Linked DNA regions of Mus musculus: region 2 is linked to region 1. Evidence: chromatin contacts called from public promoter capture Hi-C data. All regions are on one chromosome and are shown on one strand. Each heading gives the region's core, a stretch centred on a gene start, on an enhancer-like site or on the middle of the called end of the contact. The rest is flanking DNA. Distances are from core to core; before and after follow the strand shown. Region 1 holds the start of Ccdc166 (coiled-coil domain containing 166). Region 2 holds the start of Plec (plectin).

What was found. Capture Hi-C pulls out chosen DNA fragments and counts their contacts.
Region 2: a promoter capture Hi-C map of pancreatic islet shows a contact between it and region 1. The contact joins the promoter of Plec here to the promoter of Ccdc166 in region 1. A contact is called at or near these places in 2 of 39 promoter capture datasets (cranial neural crest and hippocampal neurons), 3 of 484 Hi-C or Micro-C datasets (CD4 T cells, embryonic stem cells and regulatory T cells), 9 of 115 datasets of contacts at active chromatin or transcription factors (astrocytes, bone marrow-derived macrophages, embryonic stem cells and 4 more) and 3 of 9 other capture datasets (adipose tissue, liver and pancreatic islet).

Annotation. Positions count from the first base shown.
Region 1 is chr15:75,980,144-75,986,568 of GRCm38.p6, forward strand. It overlaps Ccdc166 (coiled-coil domain containing 166), which reads right to left and starts at 2,142. Exons shown (of 2, transcript NM_146059.2): 1 at 1,658-2,142; 2 at 1-1,544. The coding sequence starts at 2,086. The coding sequence ends at 624.
Region 2 is chr15:76,204,477-76,210,975 of GRCm38.p6, forward strand. It overlaps Plec (plectin), which reads right to left and starts at 1,845. Exons shown (of 33, transcript NM_001163540.1): 1 at 1,122-1,845. The coding sequence starts at 1,662.

The DNA of each region.
Region 1 (6,425 bases), core at 892-3,391:
TGGGCTGTAGCTCAGGAGGTAGCCCTGGGTTCAACACCCAGCACCGGAAGAAAACAGGTCAAAGTCCTATTCAGTAAACACAGGGATATATTTAAAATTAAGGGGCATAACTGTCTCCAACAGAATCCCGGATGGCTGAAAGTACCAAATATATAACATGCATCCCTGTTCATCTAGATGGGTGGCAATGGGAATTCCTAATAATTCTTGCAGTGTTCCCTAAATTGGAATGTATATACATATATACATATACATACCTACATACATATGTGTGTGTGCGTATTATATAAAGCATTGGAAAAGCCCAGTAACTTCTCCCTGTGCTGAGAACAGAATCTGCCCTCTGCTGCTGAAATTACACTACCCAACTTTCCCTAAGCCTGCCTGCCTTGCTGGCTGTTGGTGGAAGAACATCGAATTCCAGCAGCCAAGGATACAACCAGCTCTGCTGTAGCTCGAATAGCAGGCCTCTGCTCACTTGAAATACAAGGGCATCGACCCAGGCAAGTGTCAGAGCGTCACAGAGCTTATTTAACACTTTTATTAACATATCTATGCACCAAGAAATCTTCCAAGGTTTGTCCTCCACCCTATGCCCTACTGGCCTGCCTCCTCGTGTGGGTTCAGGCTTGCTCCAAGACAGTTTCTGTGTCGTCTTCAGCGTTTTCTGCCTCCTCCAACTGTGGGCTGAGAGGGGCCTGATCTTCCAACAGGGCTGTGGGAAGCTTGGAACTGGACTTTGCAGGTGTGTCAATTTCTGGAGAGACCTCACGCAAGGAGGGCTGTGGAGAGATCCGAGAGCCCTCGCGCGACCGCAAGGTACCAGAGGTCATGGATGGAACCCTGGAGCCCTTGCGTGACGGGGTCGCGGATGAGACACGCGAGTCCTTGCGTGATGGAGTCAGAGATGAGACTCGAGATCCTGGATGTGATGGACTCCGGAGAGCAATCACTGACCCAGCCTTCTGAGATAGGCCCGGAAGAGACTCACTGGACAATATAGATGGAGTCTTGGAGGGTCGGTGTGACAGATCCATGGATTGGCCCCGGGAGGTTGGAACTGACTGGGGCGTAGCCTGGGCTTTTAAAACGTGACTGGTTGACCCGATGCGCAAGCTGGGTTGGAGGCTTTGGGGTGGCTGCCAGAGCGGTGGCCCCCCGGGGCCCCTTTGCAACCAGCCGTGCATTTGCTCCAGGTTCTTCAAGTCCACATGCTCCCGGCGCAGCTGCTCCCGCTGCTCTAGCAGCTGCTGTCGCATGTCCTGCAGTAACTGGGTCCTCTGGAGAAGTCTCATGAGTTCTTGTCGGAGATACCCGTTGTCCGCCTTGAGGGCCTGTGCGTGGGAAATGAGGGAACGTGCGGCCTCCCGCTCGGAGCGGCGCGTCAGGGACTGCACTTGCAGCCGCGCCTCCCGCTCGAAAGCCGTCTTCTCATCTAGGAAGCGTCGCTTCACCCCGTGGAGGAGCTGCGTGTGCTCCACGCGCATGTGCAGCAGCTCGCGCTCCAGGGTCCGGATTCGCGCCAGCTGCTCCAGCTGCAGCTCCTACATGGGGTGGGGTGAGGGTTGGGGAGCAGGGGGCGCCGATCAGCGCACCGGTAGGGAGCGCGCCCATCCCTCTGGAGCCCGCCCGGTCCTCGGGGGGCGCGCGCACTGGCCTTGTAGGGCTGGAGCTCCTGCACCCGCTGCGTCATGTTTTCCGCGCGCTTCTTCATTTCCTGCAGCTGAGCGCGCACCCCGTCCTCACGGCCGTGGTAGAAGGACGCTAGCTCCGCTCGCTGCCACCGGATCTGCGCCAGATCCATGCGGTTCTGGTCTTCGACGCGCACGACGGCGTTGGCGCAGCGCAGAGCGTGCGCGCTCACGTAACCGACATAAAGCCGGTTCTCTTCGCGCAGGCGCTGCGCCTCTCTGTTCAGGAACTCGTTGTCCTGCAGCACCTCGTCGATCCGCTGCTCACAGGCCACCAGGCTTTCTGAGAGCAACGCGTACTCGCGCTGTAGGTACTGCGCGCGCTCCGAGAGCGGTTGCTCTGTAGTTTCCTGCTTGCGCCCCGCGTTTTGTCCGCGCTTCTTCTTGGGCGCCATGGCTTGAGGCCCAAGCCAACTGGACTCATGAGAGCGCTGTGCTCCACCCGCTCCCCCAGCTCAGTTACTCTCCCTTCTTAACCCGAAAATTCTGGAGAACTGCACCCTAGGTTCAAGGGTGTGTCTTCTGATTATGAGGTTCAGAGCAGGCAGGATTAAGGATCAGAGAGCACCGTGGCCAATCTGTATATAAGCGTTCCCTCCAGACCACAGCTTTCGCATCCTGGTGCGTAGCTCTAGGAATGTTGATGTCCAGCTTGAACAACCTCTATGGAGACAGAACTTGGTTGCAGTGCCTCGACCTCATCCCATTCTGTTGCTCTGGCAACGGCTTGACTCAATCATTCATTCCCTAAGGTTTCTTATATCCTTGCATGATTCTTCAGTTACAGTGTCGCAGGTCAGGCAGAACTTCAGCTTCAAGACACTGAACTAACTTCCAAGTGCCCAGCCTCCACTCACCCGGGTCTTAGTGCTCTTGCTTTCACTCCACTAGCTGCGCTTCAGGCCCCACAGCATAAGGGGACTCTCACCGACGCTCCCTCCTCTATCCAGCTTTGAGCGAGCTCTCCCCCTTTCCTTGTGAAGTCTTCATGCTCTCAGGATGAAGCCTCCCCACAACATTTGTTTATTTGTGGAGACAGAGTTTCCCTGTGTAACAAAGCTCAGGTTGTCCTGGACTCGCTTTGTAGACCAGACTGGCTTCAAACTCGCAGACATCAGCCTGCCTTTGCCTCCGGAGTGCTGGGATTAAAGGCATTCACCACCACGCTCAGCTCCACACAGCATTTCTAAGGGGACGCTTGGCATCTAAAGCCTTGATGGAATGCTACTACCTTTCAGATAAAATGCACGATGAACAACGGTCTTCATTTCATAATCCAAGCGCTGGAGACTCGGTAGCCAAACCAAAGGGAAACTTTATTTTACAGCCTTGCTAAGTCTGCGCAACCTATTGAAAGGGCAAAAGTAGCTAGTCTGCAAGTTTGGCTCAAAACAGTGATATATATATATATATATACACACACACACACCTATATATCCCCCCCCCCCTCCGAATTCCTCATTGGCTAGGTTCTTCAGGGAGGTAAAATTTTCCCTACTTCTCTGATTGGCATAGAAACTTTCCCATCCTTCTGGGGTTCAAAATCTCCCCCCCTTTCCATTTACATGGGCTCAGTCCCTTAGTAGATCTGTGATAAATTTAAAAGGGCCCACGTAGGAAGGTGCCAGATGCAAGCTAGAGAAGCCAGGGACCTAGTGCTTCCTGCTTGTCTGTGGGCCATTAATGAGTGCTAAGTGCCCCTCAGGTTAAAAATGGACTCTTTTGCCCACTTTTTATTTTTATTTTTTGGCCAGTGCACTTTTCCACGAGGCCCATCCATTCTACCTTCTTAGCTTTCTTTGCCCGTAAGCCAGACATCTAGAGGATACAAGGGGTCCATCGGGGATTTAATGTCTCCCTTTTTGCTATGAGCTCTATACGGACAGTGTCTTTACAGGATTCAATCTTGATCAGAAAACATCAGCAGTGTGCCGGTTTGCTAGTGGATACCGGAGGTGACAACCATTCAGTGGGGGGTGCGGGCTCAGCAGAGTGGCAGCAAATAAACCACGGGCTTGTGTTGACTCTGTACAGGGACGTCACCATCACCCTGCCAAGCAAAAGGGCAGCAGCCAAGATCACCTAGAAGTACTCTCGAACACAACGCCCAAAGTGTTTGTAGTGTTTGACCAATCACAGATCTAGGAGGCAAAAGAGACCTTTGACATGATCAGCGAGGCTGGGCAGTGGTGGTACATGCTTTTAATCCTGGCACTCAGGAGGCAGAGGCAGGAGGATGTTTGAGTTTGAGGCCTGCCTGGTCTACAGAGTTGAGTTCCAGGACACCTAAGGCTATGTGCAGAGATCCCTACCTCAGAGAGGAGGAGAGAAAAAAAAAAAAAGACACAATCAACTAGAACCAAATTGGCTTCCTAAACAAGGAAGAATTGAGAATTGCACTGTCTATTTGCCTCACTGGGGAAAAACCCAGTTGGAGGAAACCTGGGTGCCATGCAATGCCAGGCTCCATCAGTGTCACCGTGTTCCTCAGTATATTTGGGGAGATGTCACCCGGCAGCAGATCCTGAGGATGTCACTAGGAATGCTTTTGGTAGCTTAGATGAAGAAGCAGCAGGGCCAGAAAGACTACCATAGAGAGCTGCTGATATCCCCCATGTGACTGTATACAGAGGAGGAAGTGAGTGAGCTATACAGAGAGGCCCTTGTTCACAAAAGTAGATTTCAGCTACATGGAGTTTACACACAGCTTTCAAGAGGGAGCAAAAGACAAAGATGACTGGCTTCCAGATCGGCAGACAGACAAACATTCCTGCTGCCCCCTGGGGTGTTTCTGAAAGTTTTGTCCTTACCATTATAACTGTTTTTTGCCTTCCTCGTTTTGTATTCTTAACTGTTTGGGGACACATGTGAAGGTTTGATCCTGTAATCTTAGCACTTGAAAGGTGGTGGCAGGGTGATCAAGGAGCTAAAAGCTAGCCTGGGCTACATAAGACCCTGTCTTTAAAAAAAATGTGTAAGTAACTCGGTGGTAGTGGCACAAGCCTTTAATCCCAGTACTGGAGAGACAGAGGCAAGTAGATCTCTGAGTTTGAAGCCAGCCTGGTCTCCAGAGCAAGTTCTAGGACATCCAGATTTGAACAGAGAAACCCTGTCTCAAAATAATAATAATAGTGATAATAATAAAGCATAAGTAAAAATAAAATGATACTAAGCATGATATAGGTATGGCTCCCATAGACCCCTGTGTTTAGTTAGAAGATGTGGTTTTGTTGGAGAAAGTATGTCAATGCTGAGGCTGGCTCTGAGGTCTATGCTGAAGCTCTGCCCAGTGTGGCACAACCATCTGTATCTTTCTGCTGCCTGTGGATCAAGATCTAGAACTCTCACCTCCATCTCCAGCACCATGTCTGTCTACACACTCCCTTGATGGTAATGGACTGAACTTCTGGACCTGTAAGCCAGCCCCAATGAAATGTTGTCCTTTATAAGACTTGCTTTGGTCATGGTGTCTATTCACAGCAGTAAAACCCTAACTAAGACACTAAGTTTAGGTTCTGGTGAGATGGCTCAAAAGGTTACGGCACTTGCCACCTAGTCTCATGGCCAGACTTTAGTAATTGAAATCTACATACTGTAAGTTGTCCTGTAACGTGCCCACACTTGATACACATACATAAAAATCAAATTTAAAGACAAGGAAGAATCTGTTTTAGTATTAATATTTAAAGTAACTTGACTATGAGAGTCTTGTAAGGCAACTAGGTGTTGGTCTTAAAATACTGTCTTTTGGGCTGGAGAGATGGCTCAGGGGTTAAGAGAACTGACTGCTCTTCCAGAGGTCCTGAGTTCAATTCCCAGCAACCACATGGTGGTTCACAACCATCTGTAACAGGATCCGATACCCTGTTCTGTTGTGTCTGAAGACAACTTTAGTGTACTCAGATAAATTAAATAAATCCTTAAAAAAAATACTGTCTTTTACTATGAAAGTCTACCTAATCTGTTACAGAAAACTGGGAAAAGACCAAATCCATTGTAGAAGGGATCAGTCTATGGCCCATCTATGATCAGGCTGCTATATATGACAGTCCTCTGAGTCAAACACCTGCCATCTTCAGGAGTTCAGCCATGCCCACTTGCAAAAGAGCAGTCTAGCTTGGCTTCTTGACTGTGTACATCCCCTCCTAGAGGGACAAGGACAGTCATGGGACCCTCACCTGAGTCTACAGCAACCTGTGGTCTGCAACTCTGCTTTAATTGCACCTGGCCTAAGTGGGGAGCTAGAGGCTAGTGGGAGAGAAAGGACTAGGGCAGAGGCCTCTGTCTAAGGAGGTATGGAAAAGCCACCAACCCAGTTGAGGAGGACTTTCCAATGCAGCCTTTTGGTGGAGGGACCACCCTCGCTTCACAGAACAACTCCTCATCCACGCACTTGTCAGGAAGCCCAATAAAACCCAGCACTCTCCCCAGAGTAAACGTCGGTAGAACTGTGCTTTGGTTTATCTTTAGATCTCAGGAGGAGAAAGAAAAGAGAGAGACGTTACTGAAGTTGCCTCCAGAACAGAATTTTAGCAACAGGGGCTCTTACATTTTTTCTTCTCCTCATGACCTGTTCTTTTGCAGACCAGGGCAACTGATACACGCACTAAGCAACTTTTCTGAACTTTTGACATCACCTGATTAAGGTGGCTGCAATTCCATAAATGATGGAGACAAGTCAAAAGTGTAAGAGTCAAAGATTTACCAGGCATGAATTGATTTTTTTTTTTTTTT
Region 2 (6,499 bases), core at 595-3,094, 220 kb after region 1:
TTGACTTGCCTAAGGCCATGGGGAGAGCCCGGCGGCCATTCAAATTCCCTGCCCCTTCCAGCTACACTCACCACTCCAACAAGCCACACAAGTCCAACCCAGAAAGACCACGACTGAGGCTTCTGCTCAGGCAGCTGTGCCCCACAGAGGGTCTACCCTCACTCTAGACTCCCTCCCCCACTCCCAGAGAATAAGTCCCTCCCACATACTAAGGCACAAGGAGGGAGGCAGACAGATACCGGGCTGTTCTGATGCCTGCAATACATGGATACTGCTGGAGGTCCTGGGATGCCCTCAGCAGGCATTGAGGACAATGTGCCTCAGGAGAGCCTGCACAGGCATCACACACACCGAGAACACATAAGCCTATCCGAGTCCTGATGGTATAAGGGCTTAAGGGCAGAGGGGGTACCTTCTGGAAACCCCTGGGCCAATGGGTTGTTGTCCCATCCTCTAAGACCTGGTTCCCAGCTGGGGGGAACCAGACCCTCACCCAGACCATGGGCTGGGTCAGCATCCCAATGCCCTGACCTCTGCCCTCCTAGGCAGTGCTCCTGAGCTGTGCCCTTCTTCCCATCTCATCTAGAGCCGCTCCACCTCCAGATCATGGCCAACTCCCAGCAGGCCAAGCACCCAGTCATGGGGGCCCTCAGTACTGCTCATGTAATACAGAATCTTAGCCACTTGGCCATAGGGGAAGACAGACTCAAGCCTCAGTGGACAAGCGGTTTGCCTGAGTCAGTCTCATGCCAGCAGATCTTCTCTACACGCCCACTTCTGAAAAGAGGGGCCCCTAAAGGGTGGGGGAAGGAGGTGGGGGCAAGGGCAAGGACAGTGCCTGAGAGGGGTACAAACACGACTATGCCAACAGCTGGTCCTGCCAGTCTTGGGGCGTTCAGGCCCCGCCCTCACCAGGATTTACCCAGAGGAGCACAAGCCACGTGGGTCCACTGGCTAGAACACCCATCACCCTCCAGCAGAAAGGGCGCCACCTGCTGATATGAACAGAACCATACACACAATGTACTGCCCCCCAGAGCCCACCAGACCTAAGTCCCAACACCAAAAACACCTACAGTCACTTCCCATCCCTCACGGCCTGGAGCCAAAATTCAGCTGACCTGTGGCTGGGGCAGGCTCCGGACCTGGTCTGGCCAGGGTCCCCACGGTGGTGGCAGACACCACAGGGGTTTCAGGTGCCCCCTCCTCACGCTCCTTCCTGCGATAGACCTGCCGCTCCTCACGGGCAGGGTCCTCAGCTGGCAGAGGCCCCCTCTTTGGTGGGCAGCCTAGGGGACCTTGCATGGTCTGCACATGGGGGGAGCGACGACGTGCAGGTATCACCATGGCGACAGGGCGGCGCACACGCTGCAGAGAGGCAGGTACAATCTCCGGTGGCAGGTGTAAGTACTGGCGTAGGTGGTCAATGCCCTCGTTGGTCAGGTACCAGTAGAAGTGGCACCAGGCAAAGGTCTCCCGCACCAGGCCCCGAGCTTTCAGTGAAGCCATGGCACGCATGACCTGTAGATTGGTGACGCCGGGCACATGGGGATGCAGGCTGCGGGGTCGCCGGTCCTTCTTGGCAACCATCACCCCCTCACGGAAGAGCACCTCATAGATGGCCCGTAGCCGGTCCAGCGGCATGAGCATGCCAGCCACCATGGCTGCTGGAAGCCTGCCGGTCAGCACAGGGTGAGGACAGCAGGTGGGGCACAGCCAGGAGGCTGATGAAGCTCCTTTGGCACAAGATGCAGCAGGGGCCACTGGCAAACAGGCAGGCAGGCTCCGGTTCTAAGCACAAGGGCGCAGGCTCAGGGGCAGTGCGGCTCCAGAGCCTTGCTCTGTGAATTCCTGCGCCGGCAAGGCTGCCTGTCTGAGCCTCCCGCCTGCCCGCCCTCCAGGACGCCTGGGCCGGCCCCCTCTGACTCAGCAGCAGGGCCGGTCCCTCCCACCCACTACTGGCGGGGGCCCCTTGAAGAGTGGGGGGCACCAATAAACTGCCCCTCCCCACCCGGGCCACATAGCTCCAATGTCAGAAATTACATGTGTTTCTAAAACACTTGTTCAAGGTTCTCAAGACTGTGTGAAGGCAGGACGGAGTGTAATATGGATCAAGAATCAACCCCGCCCCCCTCAGAAGAGAACAGATGGGCAGAAAACAGGGAGCAGAGAGAGCAGGAGGGTCCTCATAAGGACAGCACCCCCTCACTGTGATCTCAGGGTGAGGTGAGGTATCATCTGTCCATAGCTATCTAAAGGAGGGGTTGCGCAAAGTAGAAAACTAAAAGAATCCAAGGGAGGAAGATTAGGGTATGGAGAAGAATCTGGGGTGTGGTGGTGGCCAGAGACCTGAAGGAGAAGAGTGGGAGGAGCTGCCAGGACGCACAGACAGTTGGCGGCAGGCACCACTGCCGCTGTCCATCAGAAAAGGAAAGGGACAGTACTGTGCCCCTCTCACCAGATGACCATGGAACGTAACACTTCCACGACAGGCTAGATTAGGGTGGGTCCAGAAACAAAGCCACTTTCCAGTCCAAGACCTCTGAAGAGAGCTCTGGGTGAGGCCTCTTTCCTCCCACACCTTCAGTGCAGCTGTTGGACGCCAGGGACTCCCAGCTGCCATAGGGAATCAAAGTCACCAAGTCCCTAACACCCCAGGCTTGGTGGCCCTGACATCCAAAAATTCCCTACCCCCAGGCAGCCTGAGTGTCCACTTGTGGCCGGAGGGGCAGGTGCTGTGGAGAGGACACGAGGACACCAGCAGGAACTGAAGTGAAAGGAAGAGGACTGAGCTCATGCCCTAAGGGCTGCCTAGCACAGCTGTCACCTCTGCTGGGCCCTCACAACCGAGGGTCCCACACGCATGTAGCCTGTGCTGGGTGCCACCACCCAATACTCCAACTCTCCCTGTGGTGCCGCACCAAACCCCCCATGCCATTAAGGCTCTCCCTGAATGGACACACCCATTCCCACCAAGCACTGCAACCCCAGGAACTGATTATAAATAGGGCGGAGGCGGGGGATCCTGCGGTGGGAGGCGCTGGCCAGAGGCAGGCGGGCAGCCAACAAAGCAGTGCGTGGGGCGGGTTTATGGGCTGTCGCCATGGTGCCCCAGCAGACTCCAAACATACAGACACAGACCGGTGGCGGGTGGAAACTCTGAAGGCTCAGCCAACAGTCCCCAAAGCCTTCCCTGAGGCCAGCTCAGCCAGCTCACTGCGGCAGGGCTCTCCCTGTACCACGCCCCTAGCCAGACTTAGGCAGGAAGGGGGGCAGGCCCTCGGAGCCCAACCCTGGAAGTGCAGAGCAGCACTAAATTGGGTCTGTAGGGCCGAGAGTGTACAGCCACCACACCCCCTTCCCTGTGGTACCTAAGGCACCAGTGCTTTAGTTACAGGACCAGTACCAACCCAGTTCTAAGAGCAAACAAATTCCGACTTGCTTGGCCTGTCCCTCAGACACTTCTCCACAGTAACCTGTACTCACCCCACCCCCACCCAGAGTTCCTATCTTCCTGACATGATTTCCTAACCTAATCCCATCAAATCTCTAATCCCCCACCCACGAAGCCAATACATAACTCACCACCATCCCCTAATGATCTCCAGCCACATCCAAAGTCCCCTGAGCCCTTGGACCTGAAGTCTCTTCTGCCCAGTCCCACGAGGGTGCCCTTACAGTAACTAAGTTGACCAAGTCATAGTCCCTATCCCACCTTTAGGCAGGAGAGGGCAGTAGCTCCCAGCACCAGAAGCAACGGGTAGGAATCTCTCCTCCCTCCTACCAGCCAGAGCACCTGCGAGCGTGAGACCGCAGGGAGGAGGAGCCTAGAACAACATGTCCTCCCACATCTGCCCCACGTGCTCAGACACACACACAACCCTGATCTGGGTCTGCTTGTCTTCAGGGTCCCTGGGCTTAGGAGAACTCTCTGTGCCCTGTCCTACCTTGCAGAAACACTGAGAAGTTGCTGATTCAGCACTGAGAGAGCCCAGCAGCACTCCCTGGGCGGCCCCATCAGGTTTCCAGAGCAACCAGACAGCGCCCTTGGGCAGTCCCTAGCCCCCTAACCCTGGACAAAGAGCCACAGTGTGGCCTTTCCCAGGGCCAGCCCGTCTGGCGCCTAGTGCCTTGGGCATGAAGGTCCCTACAGGCCTTCACTACCCCCTCATACACCAATCTCTGAGGCATCTGGCCCAGGCGGAGGAGTGCCGACTGCTCCAGGGCCACCACCACCACCCCGCCCCCCACGGTCCTACTGATGCGGCTGCTGCAGTACTTGCTGCAGGGCTGCAGGGCAGCTACTGGAGCTCCCTCACTCAGCCCGTGGAGGAAACTTGGAAGGGCGTGAGCCTGGGGTCCTCCATCTCCAGCTCGGCACACCTCAATGTTACCAGGAAGACAGCTGACCCTGACAGTCACCGGTGAGTTGTTGCACTCAGCCAGAGGTCACTGAGCGTCCGAGAGCCAGGCTCCTCCAGACTGTACCTTTGAGGGAGCTGATCTCGTGCTGGATGGCTCTTGAGGGGTCCATGTCTTCACTTGGGGGCTGAGGACGGTGTGCTGCAGCCACTGTGTCCAGGACTGCACAGCACCGCACTGCCCAAGGCCAGCACTGCAGCCTGAGGGAGGAGCTGGGAGGTGTGGGGCAGGGCTTGCTAGCCAGAGGCGGGGCTTCTGCTGATCAATGTCCCGGACACTGGTGTCCAAAGCGCATGCTCCAGGCCATGCACCACACTGCCCCTCCCCTTCTACACAGCCAACAAGAGCTTCCTAACCAATAAAGTCCAGCCAGACTACCCAAACACCAGATAAGAGCCAAATATATGCACAGCCAGCGCCACAGTCCAGGGCCTCTGCCACCTGAGGGCCATATGCATGGCCTGCAGGTTGTACCTGCACAGAGCCTGTCTGTCATACTGAAGCCTCAGCCCCGCAGGTGACGCAGAGTCTAGACCTACAACCTTCAGCTTTGCCCCAACCGGCAATGTGCCCCTTCCCTCGGCCCTGTCCCATCCAATGTCTTTTCAAGTGGGAGACTTGGTCATCCCATGCTCCTAGGCTCAAGATGCTTCAGTGACCCAGCCTTTGCCTCTCCAGCCAGACGGTACTTGGCATGCTCTGTCTGTCCAGCTCTGTGGTATCCCAGCACCCACTGACCCTGTGGTGCAGGACACAACTTTGGGGTCACCATCCTTCATGTTGTTCTCACAAGGCTTCCTGACTCCACTCTGCTATATGTCTTCTTGTCATTGCTTCCAATGCCACCCAGCATGACATGCAGCTCCTAGCAGGGTCCAGTCACCCACCACTGCACCAGTACCATCACCAAGAAGCAGCCAACAGCTGCCCTGGTCCAGCCACCACAGAGGTCACCAGCATACTGTTAGCAACTGCCTGCCTCCTAGACAGGATGTCCATATGGGAAGAAGGAGACAAGTGAACATGTGGACTGTTGCAAGCCATGGGACCCTAGGTCCTCTGTGCTGGGCAGTGAGGGGTAGAGGGCACCTCTAGCCTCTCTTAGTCTCCTGTCATACTCCTGTCCACACCTTTACTTTGTCCTCACCCAAGACCCTCCGCTGGCTCCTCAAATTCATATAATGTCAAGCTGGTATAGCGTGCCCATCATTCTGCTATGGCAGGTCAGGTCACAGCCAGGGAGGCCAGGAAAATGCTGCAGGAGCAAGGCTGGCAATGGACACGGCCACAGCCACAGAATCCAGCTTTCAGTCCCATTTGGCCTTTGAGTCCCTCAGCCCTCGCTCCTGCCATCTGTGAGACTCAGCCAGCCTAGGGCATGGGTGGGTTTCAGGAAACACTAATTTCCAAGCTTGGGGGAAACAGTAAAGAAATAAAACACAATTTTCTAAATACTCCCTTTTTTTTTTTTTCTGAGACAGGGTTTCTCTGTGTAGCCCTGGCTGTCCTGGAACTCACTTTGTAGGACCAGGCTGGCCTCGAACTCAGAAATCCGCCTGCCTCTGACTCCCAAGTGCTGGGATTAAAGGTGTGCACCACCATGGCCAGCTCTAAATACTCCCTCTTAAAATGCTACTTTTTACTAAGTTGTATCTGGACGAGCTGAGATTCAGCTTACAAGAAAACAATTCTTGTGTGTGTGTGTGTGTGTGTGTGTGTGTGTGTGTGTGTGTGTGCGTGTGTGTGTGTGTGTGCGTGTGTGTGTGTGTGTATACGTGTCATGTAGCCTGTGTGTGTAGACTAGAAGTCAGATTCAGAGGTTCTTCTTCAGAAGCTGTCTACCTTGTTTTGAACCCGAGTCTTCTGCAGGAACAAGTGCTCTTACCGGCCAAGCCATCTCTCCAGCTCCAAGATCTTAAGGTTGGAAACGGAGAAGGGCCTACGGGTAAGAGGGGCCTTGGAGGAAGCGGTGTGGTGGCACAAAGGCAGGATGCTTTGTCGTTCCATCTCTGTTTGATGAGAAGCCTGGTCCCTCACCACAGAGCTCAGCTTTCATCTGCCTCACTGCCCAAACTTC